Linked DNA regions of Sus scrofa: all the other regions are linked to region 1. A link is a contact called in public Hi-C data. All regions are on one chromosome and are shown on one strand. The core of a region is the stretch at or near the end of the contact, and the rest is flanking DNA. Distances in the headings are between cores, read along the strand shown.

What was found. A called contact is a pair of places that touch in the nucleus more often than the background predicts.
Region 2: a contact with region 1 is called in a Hi-C map of alveolar macrophages, with 1.9 times the contacts expected there. The contact joins the promoter of PGPEP1 here to the promoter of ARRDC2 in region 1. A contact is called at or near these places in 2 of 5 promoter capture datasets (fetal liver and liver), 5 of 47 Hi-C or Micro-C datasets (alveolar macrophages, embryonic fibroblasts, heart right ventricle and 2 more) and 2 of 2 datasets of contacts at active chromatin or transcription factors (alveolar macrophages and skeletal muscle).
Region 3: a Hi-C map of liver shows a contact between it and region 1, with 4 times the contacts expected there. The contact joins the promoter of MVB12A here to the promoter of ARRDC2 in region 1. A contact is called at or near these places in 2 of 47 Hi-C or Micro-C datasets (fetal skeletal muscle and liver).

What each region holds. Positions count from the first base shown.
Region 1 is chr2:59,776,666-59,780,743 of Sscrofa11.1, reverse strand. It overlaps ARRDC2 (arrestin domain-containing protein 2), which reads left to right and starts at 2,244. Exons shown (of 8, transcript XM_003123504.4): 1 at 2,244-2,847. The coding sequence starts at 2,589. It overlaps KCNN1 (small conductance calcium-activated potassium channel protein 1), which reads left to right. Exons shown (of 12, transcript XM_005654901.3): 12 at 118-734. The coding sequence ends at 372.
Region 2 is chr2:59,484,441-59,488,424 of Sscrofa11.1, reverse strand. PGPEP1 (pyroglutamyl-peptidase 1) reads left to right here and starts at 2,616. Exons shown (of 5, transcript XM_021083524.1): 1 at 2,616-2,775. The coding sequence starts at 2,760.
Region 3 is chr2:60,274,004-60,277,965 of Sscrofa11.1, reverse strand. MVB12A (multivesicular body subunit 12A) reads left to right here and starts at 1,994. Exons shown (of 10, transcript XM_021083558.1): 1 at 1,994-2,347; 2 at 2,479-2,577; 3 at 2,710-2,806. The coding sequence starts at 2,550.

The DNA of each region.
Region 1 (4,078 bases), core at 995-3,494:
GTTGCCCCTCATTTGGGTCCCCTTATCAGGGCTGTTCTGCCATCTCTCTCTGTGTCCATCCCTCCCTCTCTCTCACCTGGCCTCTCCTCTCTCTCCAACCCTCTCTGTCTTTGGCAGACCCAGAATGTCATGTACGACCTCATGTCCGAGCTGCATGCCCAGCACGAGGAACTTGAGGTCCGCCTGGCTGCCCTCGAAAGTCGCCTGGATGCATTGGGCACCTCCCTGCAGGCCTTACCCGGCCTCATCGCCCAAGCCATACGCCCGCCCCCACCACCCCTGCCTCCCCGGCCTGGCCCCGGCCCCTCGGACCAGGTGACTCGGAGTTCCCCACACCGGTGGCCACCCGTGGCCCCTTCAGACTGCGGGTGACGGCCCTGCCTGCCACCAGACCCCTCAATCTTGGCCATCGTGTGGCCGCCACCTCCATGCCATCCGGGAAGCCCTGTACAGTGGCGCCTCTTGGAGTTCAAGGAGCCGAAGCTGAGTTGGGCTGAGTGGACTGGGGCCCGCCCCACCACGCCCCTCCTAGACTGTCCGGGCAGAGGGCAGGGCCAGACCGCAGGTGAGAGCAGGGGTGGGCCACTGACCACCGCTTCCTCCCTGACTGGAGCTGCAGGAGCCCGGAGCTTCCTCTAGTCCCCCGGCCCCCTGGCTCTCCCTAGGCCCCTGGTGGGTGTGGAGCAGCCAGGAGAGGGGTCCTTGCCAGTTCCAAATAAAGCAGGACCCACCCAGCTGCTGCCTGTTGTGTGTGGCTGGGGGCGCACCCGTAATCACATAACATGGGAGGTGGACATCCGACCCCAGGGCCCAGACAGGATTTGGGGGTCACAGTGAGCCCATCCCATCACTATCCTAGCCTGGCAGACTCCTGGACCTGAGTTCAGTCAGGGACAACTCCCTGAGGACATCTACATCAGTCCCACCTGGCCCCAGTAGGAGGCCCCTCCAGAGGGCATGGCCCAGGAGTTCTTCCTGTGGCTTAGTAGGTTAAGAACCCAAATAGCATCCCTGAGGATGCAGGTTCAATCCCAGGCCTTGCTCAGTGGGTTAAGGATCCAGCATTGCCACGTCATAGGTTGCAGCCACAGCTCAGATCTGGCATTGCTGTGGCTGTGGCTGTGGTATATAGGCTGGCAGATGCAGCTCCAATTTGACTCCATATGGAACTTCCATATGTCGTGGGTGTGGCCCTAAAAAATATGAGTAAATAAATAAATAAGTGGAGGGCATGGCCTGGCCTGCAGGAGGCAGCAGATAATCGGGAGGTCCTTCCATCTGGCTTTGCTGGAGCACCCACTATGAGCCAGGCTCCAGTAAGTACATGAGTAAGGAGGGCCATCCAGTCTTCAGGACCTGACCATAATTGGACCGGGAGACTCAGAGAAGTGAAGCCACTTACCGAATGAGGGAGATGGGGAGCCAGGGATTAAATTGGGGGTTCTACAGGTCAAGAGGAATTGGTGGAGGGCTCTCCATGGGGAGAAGAGTGGTGTGATCCTGGGGTGAGAGAGGACCTCCTGGGGTAGGATGGAGAGGAAGTTTCCAAACAAGTAGAATCAGGTCCCCTCAGGCCTTGGGCTCAGAATGCTGGAGTCGGGTTGGGGTGCCAGGCACTTGGCAGATGCTGGGCCCTGGGTGGAGAGGGAGGCTAATCTGGGCCCAGCTGAGAGCCCAGGCGCTGGCAGCCTCTGATAAGGCCAGGGGCCATCTGTTTGGGGATGATAGGATGGGCCCAAGAGTAAGAGTGTCTGGGGAGGTGTCAGTGGTGAGTGGTCAGACATGGGTTCAAGCCAGACTGTGCCACCGCTGGGTGCTTCTGGCCAGTGGTTGCCCTTCTGGGAGCCTCAGTTTCTTCTGTAAGATCAGGTGCCAGAGAATAGGGCACAAGGCTCACCCCTGGGAGCACTCAGGCTGATGGAGGAAGCACAGTAAACACACAGCAGTTGCAAACACAGCGACCAGAATCATAAAGAAATAAGCCCATAGCATGACTCTGAGGAGGTGACATTTGGGCGAGGGTGGGTACATTGGAGAAGGGCGTTCCAAGTAACAAAACAACCAGTGCAAAGGCCAAGAGCCAAGATCCGAGTTTGGTGTGTCTGGGGAACAACCAGATGGTGGCAGGGAGACCAGGGAGGAGGCTGGGGCGGCGCCCGGTCCAAAGGTGCCGGGTAGGGGACGAATGAGAACACAAGACAGCCGGGTAGCACCACGCCATCCACATCCGCCCCCGCCCGCCTCTGACTCAACAGCGCCTACCCTGCGAAAGCAGGGCCCGCCCGGCGCTGAGGGGTAGCAAAGTCAGCCGCGCCAGCACGCCGGCGGCAGGTCCCCTGAGGCCCGGGCGCGTCACGAGGCGGACGCGGAGAATCAGGAAGTCAGCCAACTCCGCGCCGGCCGGCGGCGCCCGCACAAGTTCGTAGAAGGAGGAGAAAGCTTGGGGGGCACCCGGAGGCGGCGGCGGCAAGGACCAGCGCTGAGACCTGGGAGGCCTGCAGACGCTCCCCAGCGGCGCGCCCGGCCTCCGCGGGCCCGACGGGCCCCCGCCGGGCGCGTCCTCCCCGCCGTGGGCCCCGGCCCGCGCCATGCGCCCGGGGGGCGTGCGCAGCTTCGTTCTGGAGCTGGCGCGGGGCCCGGGCGGCGCGTACCGCGGCGGGGAGCGGCTGTGCGGCCGGGTGCTGCTGGAGGCGGCCGCGCCGCTGCGGGTGCGAGCGCTCGAGGTGGCGGCCCGCGGCTGGGCGGCCACGCACTGGCTCGAGGGCCGAAGCGTGGGTATAAACGCCGTGTCCAGCGACTACGCGGCTGCCGAGACGTACTTGCGGCGGCGGCAGCTGCTCCTCCGAGGTGAGCCCCTCCAACCCCCACCCCCAAGCCAAGATACCCCGGGACCTTCTTCCGAGGAGTGGGCCCCCCTCTCCGGAGCCAGCCTTTCGACTTAGAGGCTGTGCAGTTGGGTGATCCTCCTCATGAAGTGGAGACCTCTTCCCCGGGGTGTGGACCTTCCTACCGGGACATCCACGCACCTACCCACTTCCTAAACCCTCTTTCCCAGGAATCCCTCCCAGGATCTGGGTGCACCCCATTCAGAGCCGGACAACCTCGACTTAGAGGTTTGCAGTGGAGACACCCCACCCCCTCACCCTCCACCACACACGCACTAAATGGGAGTCTGGGTGAATCCCTGGGTGGAGCTGGGAAATCCTTTCTGGATCACAAGATGCCACGTTAGCCCCAGGCCTGGGACCTCTGATTCCCAAAGAAGGGCCCTGTCTCATGTACTGTCAGTGCTCTTTCCCAGTGTTTGAAGGAAGGGCTCTTCACAGGGTTGGGGGTTCTGGTGGTGTTTGCACATGAGAGGGTAGGACTGTATCCTAGGCAGGGAGGAGACTTGGGCTGGCAGTCTTAGGTCTTGGACATGGCCTTCCCTTGCCCTGAACCTGAGATCCCAACCCTCAGGCTGTACAGCCAGTCAGGAGCAGAACAGGGGCCACAGAAGGAGTAAGTCTGTGTCACAATATGGTACTGTGTGGCTGAGGAAGATGCTAGACTCTCTGGGCTGCCCTGACCACCTCCTCTCAGGGAAGGCAGACCTCACCGTACCCACTGGCAAAATGGGTGGAGGCAGGAAGCAGCTCAGGCTTGGCTCCCTGCCTGCAGTACCCACCACACACCCGTTTTTTTGTTTTTTTTGTTTTTTGTTTTTTTTTTTCCGGCACTGTACACACCAGATGCTTTGCATGCAGGTTTGCAGCCTTGTCCCAGCAGCCCCCAGGTGTGCTGACCAGCTGTGGAAACTGAGGTGTAGCCAGCATGGGGTGAGGCAGGAAGGGGCCCTGTAGGCACTTCCCTTTCCCTGTGACTCGAGCGAAATTGGGGCTGGTCTCACTTACTGGTGGCTTTCTTAAGATACTGGAGGGGTGAAGTTTGTGGAGCTGCTGTGTGACCCCTCATGGGGCCCTGCCTGTCTCTGGGCCTCTGGGGACCCAGCTGTGAACTGGACTGAGGGCCCTGACTCAGTAGGAGCCTTCCCATCTCCCCTTCATTGCCCATCCCCTCCTGGGCTTATGGTCTCTTC
Region 2 (3,984 bases), core at 1,367-3,866, 290 kb after region 1:
AAAAAAAGAAAATCTAGGAGTTCCCGTCATGGCGCAGTGGTTAACGAATCCGACTAGGAACCATGAGGTCGCAGGTTTGATCCCTGGCCTTGCTCAGTGGGTTAAGGATCCAGTGTTGCCATGAGCTGTGGTGTAGGTTGCAGACATGACTCGGATCCCGCATTGCTGTGGCTCTGGCATAGGCTGGTGGCTATAGCTCCGATTCGACACCTAGCCTGGGAACCTCCATATGCAAATGGCAAAAAGACCAAAAAAAATAATAAAAATTAAAAAATAAAAAATAATAAATAAATAAATAATCTAGCAGTGTGTTTTTAAACAAGGGAGTGTCCGTATCATCTTTATTTCTGATTCGTTGATGCTGGTACACAGTGGAAGAAATGTTGAGGATGTCTCCTCCCCACCCCCACTTTCATCTCTCCCACATCCTGGTTCCCTCCCCAAAGGCCCCCCCACCCCCACCCCGCTCTTATCAATTTCTTGCCCTTCCTTCCTGAGATATTTTCCGCATTTGCAAACACATCTTTCTCTTACATTTGTTTTGTAATCCATCAATGCTTCCACACTGACTTTTATTATTGTTATTATTGTGATAAAACATACATAACACTTACTACATAAACCATTTTAAAGTGTACAGTCCAGTGGCATTAAATGTATTCACCATGTTGTGCAACCATTGCCTTTTATCTAGTTTCAGAACACTTTCATCACCCCAAAAAAACCTTGTCCCCATTAGAGGTCACTTTCTTTTTTTTTCCTTTATTTGAATACAAAAGTATTTATTTTATAAACTTTATATTTAAAATAGAATTTTAACTTGTCTACTCACAAAATCTAGTTCAAAACATGATACATTTATCTCTCTAGCCGATCTCATGTTACTATTTTACAAACAACACTGAATTTGTAATTATGTTATATTAAGAACCTGTACTAAATGAAGTCGTTATTTTATCAGAAAACATTTCCCTTTAGTTTTAAAAAGTGCCTTTTTATTTTTATGGCTTTTTAGGGCCAGGCTAGGAGTCAAATCAGAGCTGTAGCCACTGGCCTACACCACAGCCACTGTAATGCCAAATCTGAGCCAGATCTGCCAACCTACAACCACAGCTCACGGCAACGCCGGATCCTTAACCCACTGAGCAAGGCCAGGGATCAAACCCGCAACCTCATGGTTCCTAGTCAGATTCGTTAACCACTGCACCAAGACGGGAACTCCATGGCAACACTGAATCTTTAACCCACTGTGCTGGGTCGAGGATTGAACCTGCATCCTGGCACTGCAGAGACTCTGCTGATCCATTGCACCACAGCAGGAACTCCAACCATCTTATTTTTTTAAAAAAAGAGCTCTCCTGGAGTTCCTGTTGTGGCTCAGTGTTAACAAACTCGACTGGTATCCACAAGGACTTGAGTTTGATCCCCGGCTTCTCTCAGTGGATTAAGGATCCGGTGTTGCCAAGAACTGTGGCGTAGGTTGCAGATTCGGCTTGGATCTGCCATTGCTGTGGCTGTGGCCTAGGCTGGCAGCTACAGCTCCAATACAACCCCAAACCTTGGAACTTCCATATGCAGTGGGTGCAGCCCTAAAAAGACAAAATAAAATTTTTTTAAAAAAAGAGCTCTGGAGAGTTCCCATTGTGGTGCAGTGGAAACAAATTTGATAAGTTATCAATGAGGTTGTGGGTTCAATCCCTGGCCTCACTCAGTGGGTCAGGGATCTGGGGTTGCCATGAGCTGTGGTGTATGTTGGTTGCAGTCTTGGCTCGGATGCTGAATTGCCATGGTTGTGGCATAGGCTGGCAGGCAGCTTTAGCTCCAATTTGACCCCTAGCCTGGGAACTTCCATATGCCGCAGGTTTGGCCCTAAAAAGGAAGAAAAAAAAAGAGAGAGAGAGAGGGAGAGAGAACACAGAGTTCCTGCTGTGGCTCAGCAGGTTAAGAACCTGACTGGTATCCATGAGGTTGTGGGGTCCGTCCCTGGCCTCGCTCAGTGAGTTAAGGATCTAGCATTGTTGCAAGCTGTGGTATGGGTTGCAGATGAAGCTGGAATCCGGTGTTGCTGTGGCTGTGGGGTTGGCCGGCAGCTGTAGCTCTGATTTGACCCCTAGCCTGGGAACCTCCATATGTCACAGGTGCAGCCCTAAAAAGAGAGAGAACACCAGTGACGTGCTTAACAGGGCCTGCATCCTGTGAACATGAGCTTTTATTCCTAGTCACTCTTGGTGGTAGCATGTGACTCAGTTTCTCTGATGACTAAGGTTGGGTGCTATCAGTTTCCTCTTTCTTTCCAGTACAGTGGGGGAAAATGAAATCTCTCTCCACAGCCCCGGCTTCTAGCAAAACATGCTCTTTGTATCAGACACTTACTACATGTTTGAGTTCTAAAACTTGATTCTTGGTAAGATTTTTGTTCCATTCTCTTTTTCAACTTGGCTGAGGTCTCGCTCCCATAGCCAGCCCAGGCCGGATCTCAGATTTTCTGAATTCTACCTGAAGCTGCCAGAGACCAAAATAGCCACTGAGTGTGTGACCTCTGGTCTGAGCTTGCAAACAAGGCTCCCGGGCAGTTCAGAGAACACTGCCTTGCATATTCTTGGGCCAGAGGCAGACGGTCCTTGGTCAGCGTCCTGGCTAATCTGGGGCCAAGGCTGCTTGGAATGAGATTTTGGCGACCCAAGTCCAAGGTCCAGATCTGTTTCTAAGGACGTGGCCAGAAACTCAGCTTTATTTTTCTGGCTATTTTTGGAGGAACGATGGCCTCTGCTGAAAGTGAGTTGGGAACCTCCTGTGTGCCAGGCACACAGCTCTAACAAAGACATGCCCTTGCCCTGGAAGTCAGGGCAGGAAAATGGGAAATAATCAGAAAAGCAGTGCCTATTAAAGAATAATTTCTGAATGTAACCGCTGCTGTGAAGAAGATGAAACAAGGAAATGAGACGGACCTACTGGGGTGGTGGTGTGGTGGGGTGAGGAGGGTCACTAGGAGGAGGTGATGTTCCAGCTGAGCCCTGAAGGAGAAGCAGCTAGTTTTGCAGGTATCTGCAGGGCATGTTCCAGGCAGAGGGAACAGCAAGTGCAAAGGCCCTGAGGTGAGACTGTGTTAGGCTCCAGGACAACTGCTGGGGTTACAGCAGCTGTGTATTGGGGAGCTAAAGGGAGGGGAGGCCAAGGTTAAGGGGCCACATCAGCCTCCTTAGCAACATAGGACCCTACTCTGGGCACCACCCAACCGTGGGTGCGGGGTTTTCACTTTATTTCACTATCCCCTCGACCTCCTGGCTTGAACGCCGCTTCTGGGACCTCAGGAGGCTTTAGGTAAGTAGTCTTCGATACTACGGCTCAGTTTTCTCATCTGTAAAAGGGGCCAAATGATGGAGCTTTGCTCACAGGGGGGGTGGGGGCCAGCGATGTTCATAGCAGGCGCTCAGTGAACCCTTGCGGAATAAATGACCAGCTCATGCCTAGCGTCTGCCACAGCCTTCGGGATGAAGTGTCCCCATCTTACACATGGGGAAACTGAGGCTGCGAGCCAAGCGCTCCTAACGTGAAAGTTAAGGATGGGGCGCGCACGCTGCGTCTCGGGTCGGGGACGCGCACGCCTAGCCGCCCGGCTTGGGGCGGGGTCGAGGGCGGGGCCGGATTTAGGGGCGGGGCCGCGCGGGGTCCCGCGGCAGCGGCGGCGGCAGCGGCGGCGGCTGCGGACTGGTCAGCTTACCAGTCCCAGCAGGAGCGAGTCAGAGGTGCAGCCTGCGCCCGCCATGGAGCAGCCCAGGAAGGCGGTGGTGGTAACGGGTACGCGGGCAGTGTACCAATGGCGGTCGCAGCGGCAGCGGCCCCGGGGCAGGGGTTGGGTCGGGCGGCTTCAGAACCAGTTGGGCCGGGAGGAGCGCGGTGGCCCGGGCGGGGCAAGTGCTAGAAGTGTCCCAGGTTTGGAAGGTGTCATCATCCGCGGGAGCCCAGCTCAGTCCGCGCGACAGA
Region 3 (3,962 bases), core at 745-3,244, 500 kb before region 1:
CACTGTGCTGGGCCAAGGATAGAACCTATGTCCCTGCACTGCAGATATGTGACTGAGCCCCACTGTGCTCCAGTCATTCTGTCATATTAAAGGATAGCAAATGGTTTGGTACTGACTGGTCACGCTGCCCATGTATTTCTTGAGTAACTCTAAATGGGACCCAATGGATATGTGGCAAAAATCTCAGGCCATGGCTTCCACTTTGATGGTCGGGCTGATGCACCCTGGGTGTGGGGAGAGTTGCCAACACCCTCTCCTCAAGGCTGGATGGGCATGTTCTGTTTTCCACTGCTATGATCATTCGGCCACTGTCTTGTCCCCTCTATTGGCCTGGAGGACATTATAGGACACATAGAAGCTCTTATTCAATTAACCCAGCAAGACTTAAATGAGAGCTGACAAAGTCTGCCCTTACTGAATACTGAAACGTCTGTAACGTGAAAAGATGTCCTCCAAAATAGGATGGCCTTGGACATGACTAATTATCCAAGTGGAATGGAAAGTTGTATGTTCATATCTGATCAGACTGGGGATGTAGCATCTTTTTTTTTTTGGCTGCTCCCATGGCATGTGGAACTTTTCGGGCCAGGGATTGAACCTGTGCCACAGCAGTGACAAAACTGGATCCTTAACCCACTGAACCACCAGGGAGCTCTCATGTAGCATCTTTTTTCTTTTTCTTTTCTTTTTTGGCCACCCCACAGCATATGGCATTCCTGGGGCCAGGGATCACATCCAAGCCACAGTTGTAACTTAAGTCGCAACTGGGGGAATGCTGGATCCTCAACCCGCTGGGCACAGGGCTCCAGAGATGCCCCTGATCTCTTTGCACCACAGCAGGAACTCCCCTATAATATCTTTATTAAAGCACATTCGGACACAAAGGAATGCCCTGATTGATTCCTAGCCTCAGGGACTCAATAAATCAGTGCTTCAGATCACAGGGCACTTGGTGCAAAAGTATTCTTATCTTCTTCTTCTTCTTTTTTTTTTTTTTTTTTGTCTTTTTGCCATTTCTTGGGCTGCTCCCACGGCATATGGAGGTTCCCAGGCTGGGGGTCGAATCGAAGCTGTAGCTGCTGGCCTATGCCAGAGCCACAGCAACATGGGATCCGAGCCGCATCTGCGACCTACACCACAGCTCACCGCAATGGTAGATCCTTAAAAAAAAAAAAATCCCCAGAAATAAAAACAGAATATTGGTAACAAAATAAAGTCTAACCCTAAAAGAAAAAAAAAAAAAAAAATGGAGTTCTCGTTGTGGCTCAGTGGTTAACGAATCCGACTAGGAACCATGAGGTTGTGGGTTTGATCCCTGGCCTCACTCAGTGGTTCCCCTTGTGGCTCAGCAGATACTCTGACTAGTATCCATGAGGACGCAGGTTCCATCCTTGGCCTCGCTCAGTGGGTTAAGGATACCGCCATTGCCGTGAGCTGTGGTATAGGCGACAGACCCGGCTTGGATATGTCGTGGCTGTAGCTGTGGTGTAGGCCAGCGGCTACAGCTCAGGTTTGACCCCTAGCCTGGGAACCTCCATATGCCTTGGGTGCGGCCCTAAAAGCACCACACACACAAAAAACCCCCACCATTCCTTGCTAACAGGTGGTACAAAAAACAGGCAGTGGGCTAACCTATGACATTGCAGAAAACTGGAAACTACACAGGAGTAAACCTTCTGTTCCCTAATTTTCCATATTTTACTTCTGAGGGGTGTAAAAGTTTGTCTCCATACTGAGCACTTTCTTGTCTCATTTTAAAAAATGTGTATGTGAACAAGTTCTCAAGTTACACCAAGATTTCAAGGCTCAAGTTGGTCGGTATTTTTATTTAAACTAACCGTTGCATAACTCATGAAAGTCTTCTTTGGGGTGACTTCTGGAATTGTGAGTTTTTCACAGCTCACTCTCAAATTCTGGGGAATACTGACGTCAACTTTGGAAGAGAGGTTGACACTGCAAAGGATTCTGGGGAACGTAGTTCCGGTTTGCTGCTAGCGAGACATTTCCGGCGGAAGTTGATGGGCGTGAGGGGGAAAAAAAAGGAGACAATTTTCCGCAAACGTCGCTCACTGGCACACCTGGGGGACGCACGCAGTTGGCCGACAGCTTTCCCGGAACGCGCAAACGACGCCTCCTGGACTCCCGACCTCGCAAGGCTATCTGGGAGTTGTAGTTCAGTTTCGTGGCCAAACTCCGCCGTCCGGCCGCGGCTGGGAGGTCCAAGGCGGTCCATCGCCTTTGGATCTTGGTTCGGAGGATGGATCCGGGGCCCGGGACCGACGCGGCCCCGTTGGCTGGCCTGGCCTGGTCGTCGGCCTCGGCGCCTCCGCCAAGGGGATTCAGTGCGGTAAGCGACGTCGGGGAACCGGGGAAGTGTAGGGAGAGGCGGTGGCACTAGGGGCGAGGGGTTGAATGGGGGCAGAGGTGGCTGCGGCCAGGTAAGAGCCTGGCTGGCGCTGACCCGCGTCCGTGCCATAGATCTCCTGCACCGTGGAGGGAGCTCCCGCCAGCTTCGGCAAGACCTTCGCGCAGAAATCCGGCTACTTCCTATGTCTCAATCCTTTGGGCAGCCTAGAGGTAAGGGGCGCCCACCTTCGGAATCCCTGGGGTCCTTCCACTCCCCCTGTCCATTCGCGGGGTGCTGCCCGAGGCGTGCCGGTCACTCTTGCTGTGTTCCCCACCGCGTCCCCCCACCCCATCCCATCCCAGAATCCACAGGAGAACGTGGTGGTCGATATCCAGATCCTGGTGGACAAGAGCCCTCTCCCGCCGGGATTCTCCCCTGTCTGCGACCCCGTAGACTCCAGTGAGTCCTGTCGAAGGCGGGGGTGGGGTGGGGCGGGGTTGGAGGTGAAGGGCACATTCGAGTCTCTGCGGGAAAGAGCGGGGAGGGAATGGAGAGACCATAGGCGCGTGAGTTTTGAGCCTTGGCCACCCCCTCGACAGCACTTGGTAATGACAGTGTTGGCTGAGGACTTAGAGTTCTGATCCTGTACGGGGAAAATGTGCCCCGCCCTGCGTAAAAATGTTCGATTGGAAGCCTCTGTTCTAGAGTAAGTGTTCGGTCATTGCGACCTGTTTTATTTAATGTTACTAATACACCTTCTTCTTAGGTTGTAGCCAGGCTGAATCTTGCGCAGTTCTGTTTTACATTTCCAGGTTCTTACACACAGGCTCCAGTTGCCCTGGTGCTTTCCTGACAATGCTGACCACTCTGTTTTCTAACCATCAGGCTCTCCCTGCCTCCTGTGCCTTTTCCATGTATTGTCTTTTATATTTGACTCTCAGCATATATATCTGTTGGTGCAGGACTTGGCAGACTTTGTCTGTAAAAGGGCAGAAAGTAGATATATTAAATTAGATGGTGTCTGTTGCATATATATCCCTTTAAAAATGTAAAAGCCGTGGAGTTCCCGTCATGGTGCAGTGGTTAACGAATCCGTCTAGGAGCCATGAGGTTGCGGGTTCAATCCCTGGCCTTGCTCAGTGGGTTAAGGATCCGGCATTGCCGTGAGCTGTGGTGTAAGTTGCAGACGCGGCTCAGATCCTGCATTGCTGTGGCTCTGGCGTAGGCTGGCGGCTATAGCTCCGATTGGACCCCTAGCCTGGGAACCTCCATATGCCGCAGGTGTAGCCCTAAAAAGAAAAAAAAAAAAAAGAAGTAAAAGCCATGCGTAGCTGGTGAGCCATACAGAAACAGACTTTGGGCCAGATTTGGCTCTTAGGCTAGTTTGCTGACCTCTGGATTAGAGGGCTGGGGGAAAGTGAGTTCTGTCTTATCCCACAGCTACCCTACAAGTGCCTCTCTATGTCACTAAAGACGACCCTGTCCCAATGGGTCCTCAAAGCTGCATGGAGTTCCCTCCTATGGCTTTGCCATTCATGGTTTAACCAGATGGCTGTCTTAAATAGCAGCACCCTGGCCAGTGTCATCCTGGAGCCCTATGGACCCCTTCCCTGCT